4 separate regions of the Mus musculus genome follow, and regions 2, 3 and 4 are each linked to region 1. A link is a contact called in public HiCAR-type and promoter capture Hi-C data. All regions are on one chromosome and are shown on one strand. The core of a region is the stretch at or near the end of the contact, and the rest is flanking DNA. Distances in the headings are between cores, read along the strand shown. Region 1 holds the start of Zfp239 (zinc finger protein 239). Region 2 holds the start of Raf1 (v-raf-leukemia viral oncogene 1). Region 3 holds the start of Mbd4 (methyl-CpG binding domain protein 4). Region 4 holds the start of Rpl32 (ribosomal protein L32).

What was found. Promoter capture Hi-C pulls out the DNA fragments that hold promoters and counts their contacts. HiCAR-type assays count read pairs that join an accessible place to other places.
Region 2: a contact with region 1 is called in a promoter capture Hi-C map of pre-B cells, with 6 times the contacts expected there. The contact joins the promoter of Raf1 here to the promoter of Zfp239 in region 1. A contact is called at or near these places in 4 of 39 promoter capture datasets (the C10 cell line, embryonic stem cells, hippocampal neurons and 1 more) and 1 of 115 datasets of contacts at active chromatin or transcription factors (large pre-B cells).
Region 3: a contact with region 1 is called in a promoter capture Hi-C map of pre-B cells. The contact joins the promoter of Mbd4 here to the promoter of Zfp239 in region 1. A contact is called at or near these places in 6 of 39 promoter capture datasets (the 3T3-L1 cell line, the C10 cell line, cranial neural crest and 3 more), 4 of 115 datasets of contacts at active chromatin or transcription factors (astrocytes, embryonic stem cells, extraembryonic endoderm stem cells and 1 more) and 1 of 9 other capture datasets (adipose tissue).
Region 4: a contact with region 1 is called in a HiCAR-type map of astrocytes, with 2.7 times the contacts expected there. The contact joins the promoter of Rpl32 here to the promoter of Zfp239 in region 1. A contact is called at or near these places in 5 of 39 promoter capture datasets (the C10 cell line, embryonic stem cells, hippocampal neurons and 2 more) and 1 of 115 datasets of contacts at active chromatin or transcription factors (astrocytes).

The regions. Positions count from the first base shown.
Region 1 is chr6:117,861,553-117,864,355 of GRCm38.p6, reverse strand. It overlaps Zfp239 (zinc finger protein 239), which reads right to left and starts at 1,475. Exons shown (of 4, transcript NM_001001792.2): 1 at 1,214-1,475.
Region 2 is chr6:115,675,321-115,678,020 of GRCm38.p6, reverse strand. It overlaps Raf1 (v-raf-leukemia viral oncogene 1), which reads left to right and starts at 1,386. Exons shown (of 17, transcript NM_029780.4): 1 at 1,386-1,785. D830050J10Rik (RIKEN cDNA D830050J10 gene) reads right to left here and starts at 2,053. Exons shown (of 1, transcript NR_152134.1): 1 at 1-2,053.
Region 3 is chr6:115,851,919-115,854,618 of GRCm38.p6, reverse strand. Mbd4 (methyl-CpG binding domain protein 4) reads left to right here and starts at 1,278. Exons shown (of 8, transcript NM_010774.2): 1 at 1,278-1,482. The coding sequence starts at 1,409. It overlaps Ift122 (intraflagellar transport 122), which reads right to left and starts at 1,091. Exons shown (of 29, transcript NM_001167763.1): 1 at 910-1,091. The coding sequence starts at 950.
Region 4 is chr6:115,807,382-115,810,081 of GRCm38.p6, reverse strand. Rpl32 (ribosomal protein L32) reads left to right here and starts at 1,339. Exons shown (of 4, transcript NM_172086.2): 1 at 1,339-1,384; 2 at 2,180-2,280. The coding sequence starts at 2,185. Snora7a (small nucleolar RNA, H/ACA box 7A) reads left to right here and starts at 1,979; the gene lies at 1,979-2,107.

The DNA.
Region 1 (2,803 bases), core at 226-2,725:
AGGTCAAATCCTTAGGAGGTAGGACCTAGTAGGAAGAATGTAGGTCACTGGGGATGCACCCTTAAAGTGATATTGGGATCCAGGTCTTTCCCACATGAGGTGAACCAAACTCTGTTTCATAGGTCCAAAACTGAGTCAAGTAATGACAGACTAAAACGATGGAACTTTGAGCAGACAAATCTTTGCTCTTTACAAACTCATTACCCAAGATATTTTGGTCTTAACAACGAAGAGTAACTCGTGGAACATACACCGAGTGAAATGTACGATAGGAGAGCCGACTTCCAGACTACAGGGAGAAAATGCTCCATAGAGCCTTTCAGAAGAGCTTGGTTGGATGTTTTGAGTACTTCACAAGGTGGCAAGGCAGTGTAGTGAGAATTAACATAGAACTTCCGGGTCAGCAGACCCAATGCTGAACCAGTTGATACCGTTTGCTAGATACATATTGTAAGGTCCCAAATGCTCTCGTTCCCTTGTATAAAATACCAATCTCACAATGAAGCTTGGCAATAAAGAGAAAGACCACAAGGACCTCACTCTAGGCAAATACTCAATGCTGATTTCCTAGTTTGTTCTAAGAAAGAAAAGCTGTATCTAGCTCAGAGATGAGGCATTTTTGGTGAAAGAAACTGCAAGTCACCTGAAGCATGGTCATATTTTCAGGGAGGGGCAGATTCTGCCTAGGGTAGTTCTGACATGCCCATCTCCTCAGACCAACCTATTTCAATACTGAAGTTCTGGAGTGGGTGTTCTCAGGTTCTGTGCATCTTCTCACTGCGTGCATTACAGCTACCCAGTATCCCTTGCCAGACCGTCCTCTCAGAAATCTGACTGGTTTCTAGGTCGCAGAGGGGAGGGCTGTGCAGCGGAAACCTTAGTACTCTTAGGGGTCTCTTCTAGGAGCCTCTCTCATGGTCTCCTGATGTCCAGCAACATCATCATTGGACCCACCCAGGTCAGAACTTGGTCAAGCAAGAGGAGGGTGTCTACGGAGCTGCGGTTTGCTCTGCTGCAGGGGCCTGGCCCTCCGTGAGGGTGGCCTGGTGCACGGGGTGTTACTGGGGGTTTGGGGGTTACCGTGGCTGCTAGCACGTGGGATCGCAGCCGCAAGGAGCCTTCCCAGCCTCGGAGCCTGGCTCCGAGTGGTAATGCCCCCTAGTTTGGACCAGGACACCGCTGCCCACCCCTGGGGCAGCCCAGCTCTGCTCACCTCTTGTAGGTAGAACCCACACCTGGTAACGCAGGACTCCCGAGCATCATCGAGGATTCGAACTACAAGTCCCAGAAGGCTGCGGGCAGGAAAGCGCTACTTCCGAGCTCACTTCCGGCGACGATGGGCTCACTCTTGTGAGCCCCCAGTTTGAGGTTGTGGTTGGCCCTGAATAGTTCAAGTTGTTGTGCACTCTTTTCGTTGCAGACACATACAGTTTTAAAATACTCCCCCAAGGTGTCTTTTACTTGTTATGATGATGCTAGAGGGTAAAAAATCATTATAAAATTGTCTTCAGCCTTAAAAATATTCTGAAGCTGTTAATAACCACTTTAAGTGAATAGTGTGGTATATGTATTCACAGCATGTAATCTCATCACTAGGGCCGAGGAAGGAGGTTTGTGAGTTCGAGAAGCCCGTGTCGAAATTTAAAAAAGAAAGAAAAGAATCGATCACTGGTTACTCCATGCTCTTATCTTTGGAGTACAGTCTCCAGATATTTATTGCGCAGGTCACCAACGCCTGTAATTCTAACTCCAGTGATCCCTACACCCTCTTCTGGACTCAGGCGCCTGTGTTCATGTACAATGTGTTCATGTGTACAAACCTACACACACACAAACTTAAAAACAGAATATTTTTAAGAATCAACAATAATGTATTTGGATATAAAGAACTAAAAACTGGATCATAAGGTTGACTTAATAGATCAGTGAACTTCCAAACCCAAAAAATAATTTTAATCATAAAATAGCCACCCCTCCAGAAATTGATGCCATTAAATCTGAAAGAAAATGTCAACGAAATTCTAAGGAATCAATAGTATTAAATGTCGCTAAGTTTCACTTACCAACAGGATTTCAGAGTGTTTTCTGAGTGTGCAGTCGTCTCCCAAAAGGATCTCTAGGTAAACCTGTGACATTAACATCCAATCTGTAGCCCACATGGTCCCCAGGAACGTTGTGAAAGCCCATCACAAAACTCTTAAACCTCAGACTTGAGACTTCTTTTTACAAATATCTTTTGTTCATATATTTCCCTCTGTGTGTGTAAGCCCTTCCCCCGTGGGTGTGGCCATCCGAGGACAACTTGCAGGAGTCACCTCCTTCCTTCTTCTCCGTGGATCCTGGGGATTGATCGCAGTCTGGCAGGATTGGCTGACAGGCACCCTAACCAGAACAGCCCGATTGTTCTTCTGAATGTGGCCTTTGTAAAGGACAGTGGTGTGTCACAGAAGGTTGGACACACTGTTTTGTTTTGTTTTATAAAGATTTAATTATTTATTATAGGATTACACTGTAGCTATCTTCAGACACTCTAGAAGAGGGATTCAGATCTCATTATGGATGGTTGTGAGTCACCATGTGGTTGCTGGGAATTAAACCTTTGGAAGAGCAGTCAGTGCTCTTAACTACTAAGCCATCTCTCCAGGTCCCTGGACACACTGTTAACAGTTACCAGAGTACTGAACTTTGTTCTGCCCAGAGGGTCTTAGGTATTTCATAGCAGAAACTAGTAACAGAATGGGGCTAGGAAAGGCCGATCGTTTTAAAGTCAAGGCTATTTGGAATGCTTAAATTAGGTGTTGTG
Region 2 (2,700 bases), core at 137-2,636, 2.2 Mb after region 1:
ACAGAAAATCTGGTGTAAACTTCTGATGAAATAGTTTAGCTCTAAAGAGGAGTGAAGTATTAGCACACATGTGTTACAGATGAACTCGGAAACAGGCTAAGTGAAAAGACTTAAATCATAAAGGGCCCCATACTTTATAAGTATCCACGCACACAAGATAATCTAGAAGTCAGGTCTGTAGTAGCAAAATGAGTATTGGTGGTTGCTCTGGGTGGGAGCTAGTGAGAAACTAAACTGCTTAGTGGGTAATTTTATTTCAGAGTAATGGAAATGTTTTGGAACCAAAGTTGTGGTTACACAATACTGTGAACGCACTAAATGCCAAAAGATGTTTACTTATAAATGGTTACTTAAAAAAAACAAAAAAAAACTTGTCTGTGTATTTGTAAATGCGGTTGCAGGTTGCGCACGTAGCACCGGGTTCGAATGGAGGTCAGAGGATAACTTTCAGGAGCCTGTTCTCTCTTCCATCAGGTTTTACTCTGCACACTTTTTACTCTCTGAGTCACCTTGCGGGTCCCCAAATGGCTACTTGGAAAATACTTACACAGAGGTAGGAGAACCAGAGTCTGAGGCCAGCCTCAAATTAAGAGGGAATCTGGCACATGCTTTTAATCCCAGCACTCAAGAGGCAGAGGCAGAGCGATCTCTTTGAGCTCGAGGCCAGCCTGGTTTACAAAGTGAGTTCCAGGACAGACAGGGCTGTTAGACAAAGAAACCCTGTCTCGAAAAACCACAATAAATAAATAAAATTGAGAACCTATTTCAAAGAGGGGAAAAAAAAAAAAAAGCACAATTGACAATACACATTGCCCTCCAGGTGTCTATTCCACGGGGGCTGTACGAAGACGCACAACAGGCTTCAGTTTACGGTGGGCCATATTGTCGCATCAATTTTAATTTTTTTTTCTTTTTTGAGACAGGGTCTCATGCAGCTCATATGACCGTGAACTCCCGACCCTCTTGCCCTCACTTTCCAAGCGCTGGCATTACAGGTGTGCAACACCATACTTTTAGTTTTTGGTCAACTTGGTGTACTACAGCGAACACTCCATCTACAAATGAGGAACCTGAGGTTTCACATAGCATGAGGGCTTTCCCACAAAACCCCTAGGCCGCCATTCTCCACGGATGTCAACTTCGGAGAGGAAGCACCAGAGCTGGAGCCCTGTGCCGTGTGTCACCAGGCGCGTCTGGCCCGCTGAGGGCCTCGCGGGTGGCCGGACCGCGGCTGCAGCCCAATACCACTGGCCTCCAACCAGAAACAGTCACTCTGCTACCACGGAGTCAACCCCGAAATGGCGGCCGCAGGACCGCGAGGCCACGCCCCCGGAGGCGGGGCCACATTCCAGGCTCGAGCGATAGATCCCCGAGCCGAGTTTTAAGCGGACTGCCGAGCCCAGGAGCTCGCGCAGAGGCAGTGAGCCCGGCGGCGCCGCAGGTCGTGGAGACGAGTGTCGAGCGCAGGGCTAGCTCGCCCGGGATAGCCTGAGAGCGTCTTCTTCGCGGGTGCTGGTGCCGCCATCTTGGATGGCGGGAGTTAGAGCCGAGCGGACTTGAGGCGGGAAGGCTTCTCTGTTGTTCTCCGCAGGCCCTCGGACGGGCCAGCTGGCCGAGCTTTGGGGCGCGTGCCCTGAGGCGCGGGGCGCTAGTGCAGCGATGCGGGGCCTCCCCGGGGCCCCGTCCCCCGGGCTGGGGACACGCCGAATGTGACCGCAACCAACGCGTTCTCTCAACCACCGCTGCCGCTGCACGACGGGACCCGGCACTGCCCGGCTCCCTCAGGTAGGCCACAGGGCTGACGGTGCGACCGTGGGGCGCAGGGTCGGCCAGGCCGCTGTCATCCTGGTGGCGGGCCGGGCGCGGGCCGGGTGTCATGGCCGGCGAGCCAGTTTCCACACCCCTGCTCAGATTTCCCAGTGTTTCTCGGAAACGTGCCAGCGCCACTCCGGTGCCCAGCGAGCATTCCTCATATTTTGGCAATGGGGGAAAAAAAATCCTCCCAGAGCTGCCCAGTGACTGTGTTGTCACTGGGATGGGCTCGTTCTTTTTTCTCTCGGGCTGCAGAAGTGGGGGGAGCCCGGCCTTGCACCTCCTCTCGGGCTGCTTCGCTTAAGTGACACCCTTTTAGGGAAGACAAGAGGAATCGGGGAAGGCAGCGAGAGAAACCGGTCAGGGTCCCGCCTCAAAGGCTTGCGACCTCGCCTGGGGCTTCCAAATGGGTGGCCCGGGATGCTCGCGATCGGGAGCCAGGCTGCCTTTTGTGTGAAGCGACAACCTCCCAGGCTTTTGCAGAGCCGGTGCATGGATGCAGAGTTGGGACACAAACGAGGTGACCGTGTTCATTCATTGTTCTCTCTCCAGGGCCCAGGGTGTGCCTCTGGTTTTCATTCTTTGTTAGGAGGGACAGTCGAATCTCTTCTTTCCCGGTTGAGACGTAACTGGGTCCTGGGGAATGGGCCAGGTCTGTGTATAGAAGTGGGGAATGAATTCAGGGCACGTCTGAATGCCTGCAATGCGTCCTGTGGGGTCGTTGGAGACTCAGCTCCTGGGGCGTGAAAACAACCGGAGGTGATAAGGCTTGTTTTCCCAAGTGTTCTTGGGATTTAGAACAGTTAGGTGCAGAGTCGAGAAGCCCTGAGGTTCCTTGCTTGCTTCTGCGCGGAGTTTGAAGGACTGTTCCGCCAGGTGAGGCAGAGG
Region 3 (2,700 bases), core at 29-2,528, 2.0 Mb after region 1:
TAGATGGTTGTGAGCCATCATGTGGTTGCTGAGACTTGAACTCAGAACCGCTTGAAGAGCAGACAGTTCTCTCAACCTCTGAGCCATCTCTCCAGCCCAATATTTTTTTTTACTATATATTTTTTTCTTTTTCTTTTTTGTTCGTTTGTTTTTGTTTTTAAAGACAGGGTTTCTATGTGTAGACTTGACTGTCCTGGAACTTATCCAAAGTGCTCTTAAATACTAAGCCTTAATCCTCAGTATTTAAAATTAAGCTTTAAATTAAGCTCACTCTTAAGTACTAATTTTGAAAATACTCCTCAAACTTCCCAATCAAGAGATGTCTTGACTTGATCGCATCTTACATGTTTCTCTGACCGTACATGGAAATGTCCTGTTTCAGACACAGTAGATCTCAGCTCAGGTGGAAATGCTCAGAACCGAGATGCAAGTTACTCACACCGTTTTGTTTGTTCCTGCTCGAAAATTTTTAATCCCGGCACTGGGGAGCTAGAAGCATATGTATCTTTGTGAGTTCAACGCCAGCTTGGTCAACATAGTGCATTCCAGACCAACCAGAGCTTTAAAGTGAGGCTCTATCTCAAAAACAAACCAACAAAAACAGGAGAAATTTAAAGAATGTCAGATAAACAAAAGTGTGGGCACTTTGAGGATGGTTAGGAAGCTGAGAAAACACTGGTGGGTGAGGAATTTTGAGAAGAGAGAAGTGAAATTGGATGATGATGACGTATAAACTGCTCCAGCCTCCCTCAGATGATCCCTATGCCCCTCCAGGAATCTCAGCTTCTCTTCCATTGGGAAGTTGAAGGCACGGAATCAGAGTCCTCGGTCCAGGCCGCAGGCCCGTTGCCATGGCAATGCGCCGGTTCCTGCCGCCTCCCCGCCATCCCCGAAGTTCCCGCTCCTCACCACTGCTCCGCTTTGTCTCTCCACGTCAACACGGCCCTCATCGCCGTTTCCCTCACGCTTCGGGCCCCTCCTCCCAGCCTCGGCAGCAACAGGCTTCTTTCCACAAACCACTTCAGCTACCTGCGCTACCCTTAGCAACGCACATGCGCAATGAACCGCGCATGAGTTTCCCAAAGCTCCAAGTGCGCATGTACAAAAGGGAGCCCACCTCCTCCGCCGAAGCGCCGGGCGCGTAGGGACGCAGGAGGCGGAAGCGTAAGTATGACACGAGCGATTGGTCCGGAAAGGTGGGTGGGGCGGGGAGTCTTGACGACAGAGGGTTTGATTGGCGGGACCCTGGCTGTGGCATCTGTAGCTGAAGCGGTGGCGGGAAGGCTGCTGTGTGGGTTGATTGACTTTCACGTCGGTGTTTGGATTCGGCTCAGTGGTTTGAGTTGTGTTTTACTCCACCTCTCGGCCTGGAGCTGCAGCTGCGCCCCAGTGGACCAAAGCAGCAGGGATGGAGAGCCCAAACCTTGGGGACAACAGAGTCCGTGGAGAGAGCCTAGTTCCAGACCCGCCTTGGGATCGCTGGCAAGTTATTAAACCTCTCTCGGGCCTCAGAGGAGTCGCTCTTGTGTGGGTCTTCCTAACCTTTAACACAAGGTGGCACCTAGAGCTGTCGCCCTGTGGGAACAAGACTAGGGTGTACCCGATTCCTTGGCCGAACTGACTGGGGAGCTTGGAGGACAAGGGAGGTTTTGTGATGCAAGCAGGTTAGCCTGGGCCGGAAGGGACCCTCAGAAATAGCCCTATGACAAGTCACAGAGGAAGCTACTGTTGTGTCCGGGCTAAAATGATGCACGTATTTGCATGTCCCAAAACTTGGGCGCTCAAACACTTTTAAGGGCTGGGCATTTAACTAAGTTGGTAGTGTTTACGTAGTAAACACAAAGCCGAGGGTTCGAGCGACAGCACCGAATATCCGGGCTTGGCGGCGTCTGCCTGTGGAGGCAGGAGGATCAGAAGTTGAAGATGAGTCTCTGGTACGTCGTGGGTTCAAAGCTAGCCTATGGTACATAAGATTCCCGGCTCAAAAGCAAACAACAAAACTTTTTTTTTTTTAATGCTACTTCCTTTTTACAGATGGAGAACGGAGATTTTGAGCTCAAAGTGACTTTCTCTTTGGAAGATCAGCTAATAATAAGTAGCGAGCTGGGGTTTTGACCCATTTTGTTAACCTAACAGTTTTGTAGGGATTCCCTCAGGTTTCAGTTACCTTGTCTCCCTATAAGATCCTTCTAGCTGATACCTAACGCCAAATTCCATCTAAGAATGCCATGGTTCTAATTGTGGTTAGTCTCTAGGTCTTGCTTAGTGTCCCTATTTCCCTATTTGTAGAAAGTAGGTTGGGTTAGAAGGTCTCTCTAGAGACCCACTTTTTTTTCTTTATGTGTTTGTCTATATACGTAGGTGTTGGTGGAGACCAGAGGAGGTGTCAGGTTCACTGGCGCTGGAGTTGCAGGCAGGGTGTTATAAGCTGCCTGATGTGGGTACGGAGTCTCCTGGAATATGTGCTCTTAACCACTGAGCTATCTCTCCAACCCCTCACTTTTAAAATGTATAGTTTAGTGATTAAAATACACTGTACTAAACACTGGAGAGATAGTTCAATTGTTTAAAGCACTTACTGCTCTTCTGTAGGACCTGGGTTTGGTTCCCAGCACCCACAGCAGAGGCTCACATCCATCTATAACTTGGCTCCAGGGGATCTAAGTCCATTCAGGCCTCAGCACCTTCATGGTGCTCATA
Region 4 (2,700 bases), core at 90-2,589, 2.1 Mb after region 1:
AGACAGGAAGATCTCCAGCCAGCCTGGTCTACAGAGTGAATTCGACCACAGTCAGGCTTACACAGAGAAACCCTGTCTTAAAACAAAACAAAACAAAACAAAGGGTGGGACTGGGGTGGGGCCTGGAGAGATGGCTCAGCAGTTAAGAACACTGATTGCTCTTCCAGAGGTCCTGGGTTCAATTCCTAACCACATGGTGACTCACAACCATCTGTAATGGGATCTGATGCCCTCTTCTGGTGTGTCTGAAGACAGCTACAGTGTGCTCATATACATAAATCTTTAAAAAATGAGATTTATTCTATGTGATTGAGTGTTTTGCCTGCATGTATGAGTATGTACCACATGCATGTAGCGCCTACAGAAAAGGGCATCTGATCCCCTAGGGCTGGTGTTAACAAGGTTGTGAAGCAACGCTTGGTTCCTGGGAACTAAATGCCAGTCCTCTGAAAGAGCAACAGTGCTCCACCAAGCCACCTCCCCAGCTCAGGTTTGGTTTTATTTCCTCCTAAGATTATAGAGTTTTCACAATGATCTGTAAAACAAAAGATAAGCAAAATAGACTAAACTCGACCTACCTCTGCTTCCCAAGTGCTGTTATTAAAAAATGTGCACCACCACACCCAGCCAATAGACTATTTTCTTAGCAATATTATCAACCTATCACTTTTTTTTTTCCGAAACAGGGTTTCTCTGTGTAGCTCTGGCTGTCCTGGAACCCTCTCTGTAGCTCAGGCTGGCCTCGAACTCAGAAACCCGCCTGCCTCTGCCTCCCAAGTGCGGGGATTAAAGGCATGAGCCACCACCGCCCGGCTAACCCATCACTTATTAATACATTAGGTACATACCATAAGTAGAGAAGATTTAAACATACAGAAGTCGCGAGGAGGCTCAGTAGCACTTCATAAGCAGGGGTTTGCACATCTGTATATTAGGAAGTTTTAGGACATTTGCTCAACCAACCGCCTAAGGATCTTCGAAGAGTCTCTGTTTTGCTACCTCCCAGCCTCAAGGAGGCACCCTCGGGAACCAACAATTTAAAAAGCTATTGGGCTTCCACTTAGGGCGGAAATAAATGCCCACCTAGCAGGTCTTAGCTCAAAAAAAAACAAAAAACCCAAATTTCTTAAGTAGTCCCAAGAGAAAAATAAATTTTAGTTCACTCTAAGATGTTAATGTCTACTACAGAACACTAGTCCACTAGGGTTTTTTTCAGTATCATTTCTCAGGCACATCTTAGTTTTCTTTAGAGGACCCAGAGCCGGAAGTGCTTCCCTTTTCTCTGCCAGGACCTAAGACTCCGTCCCATCATACCTTGCGCGCCGCCGCCGCCTCTTCCTTCTTCCTCGGCGCTGCCTACGAGGTGGCTGCCATCTGTTTTACGGTGAGTCTGTATCGGCGGCCATCCGCCGCCCGCGGCTTCGACGGGACCCCGTCTCCGGGTGGGGAGGCCTCGGCGGCGGCCTCCGCACCAGCGTGGTAGTGGCGAGCGCGCGCGGGCCTGGCCACTGGCGCTGCTCCGGAGTCTGCCCGGGGGCCGGCATCGGCCAGGGCGGGCTTGCTGCCATGCGGCCCGAGAGTTTCGGACGGCACCCGCCGCTTTCTGCTTAGCTTGTTAGCAGCCTTTTTCTGCGGCGAATCCGAAATCTTAAGTCAGGGAGCTGCCGCCGCTCGCCAGTGAGCAGAAATGCTTTCTGAAGCGCAAGCCCGGCGGAGCAGGTTGTCTGCGCGGGGAGCAGAGAAGGCACCCTTTGGTTGGTGCTCTGAGACGACCGGGAGGGACAGACGGACTGGTGGCGTGTTAGGAGTGCATGGTGGCTTTGCGTATTTAAGGGCGCAACACTTCAAACATAACGAAGCTTAGTGGAGCGGGATTTGCCGCTCCTTCGCCACCAGAGAGACCTGGCTGGGGTTCTGTAAGATCGGTTGCGGTTCTTTGAGGTTCGGAGTGGGTGAGATGAACCACTGACCTCTTGGGATCGCGTCTGGAGAGTAGCTAGTATTCTTCCAGCTTCGGAAGCAAGAGGGAGAGCAAGCCTAGCAGAGGTACCCATTCCATTCCCAGTTTGCTCGGTAGCTGGTGATTGGAAGACACTCTGCAACATTACTCACTGAAGGCCTGAGACGCAGCCCCACCTCCCAGTTTCTTTACTAACTTGGGTCTGACTTTTGTCAAAAGGCATCATGGCTGCCCTCCGGCCTCTGGTGAAGCCCAAGATCGTCAAAAAGAGGACCAAGAAGTTCATCAGGCACCAGTCAGACCGATATGTGAAAATTAAGGTATGTGGTTCTGGGGTGGGGGTTAAGACCTGAGCACACATTTCTCGTTATCGCTTGTCTCTGCATTTTAAAAAGTTCATTTTAAAGATGACACTTTGTTTTATATTTATGCGTTTGAAGGGCAGGGAGAATCACTTTAAGGAGTTGATTCTCTCCTTCCTGTCTTGTGGGTCCAGGTCAGATTTAGTTTGTCTGACAGCAGGCACTTTTAAGTCATCTCTGCACCCTGACCCTGTATTTTAAAGATCTTTGGGGTTTTGTCTGCACACCAGGCACATGCATGCATGGAATTGAACCTCTGGAAGAGCAGCCAGTGCTCTCAACTGCTAAGACCTCTCTCTGGGCCTGCAGATCACCTGTTGGCTGGATGGGCATGCACACCCAGCAGTTCAGCAGTTAACTGATCCCTCCTCCCTACTT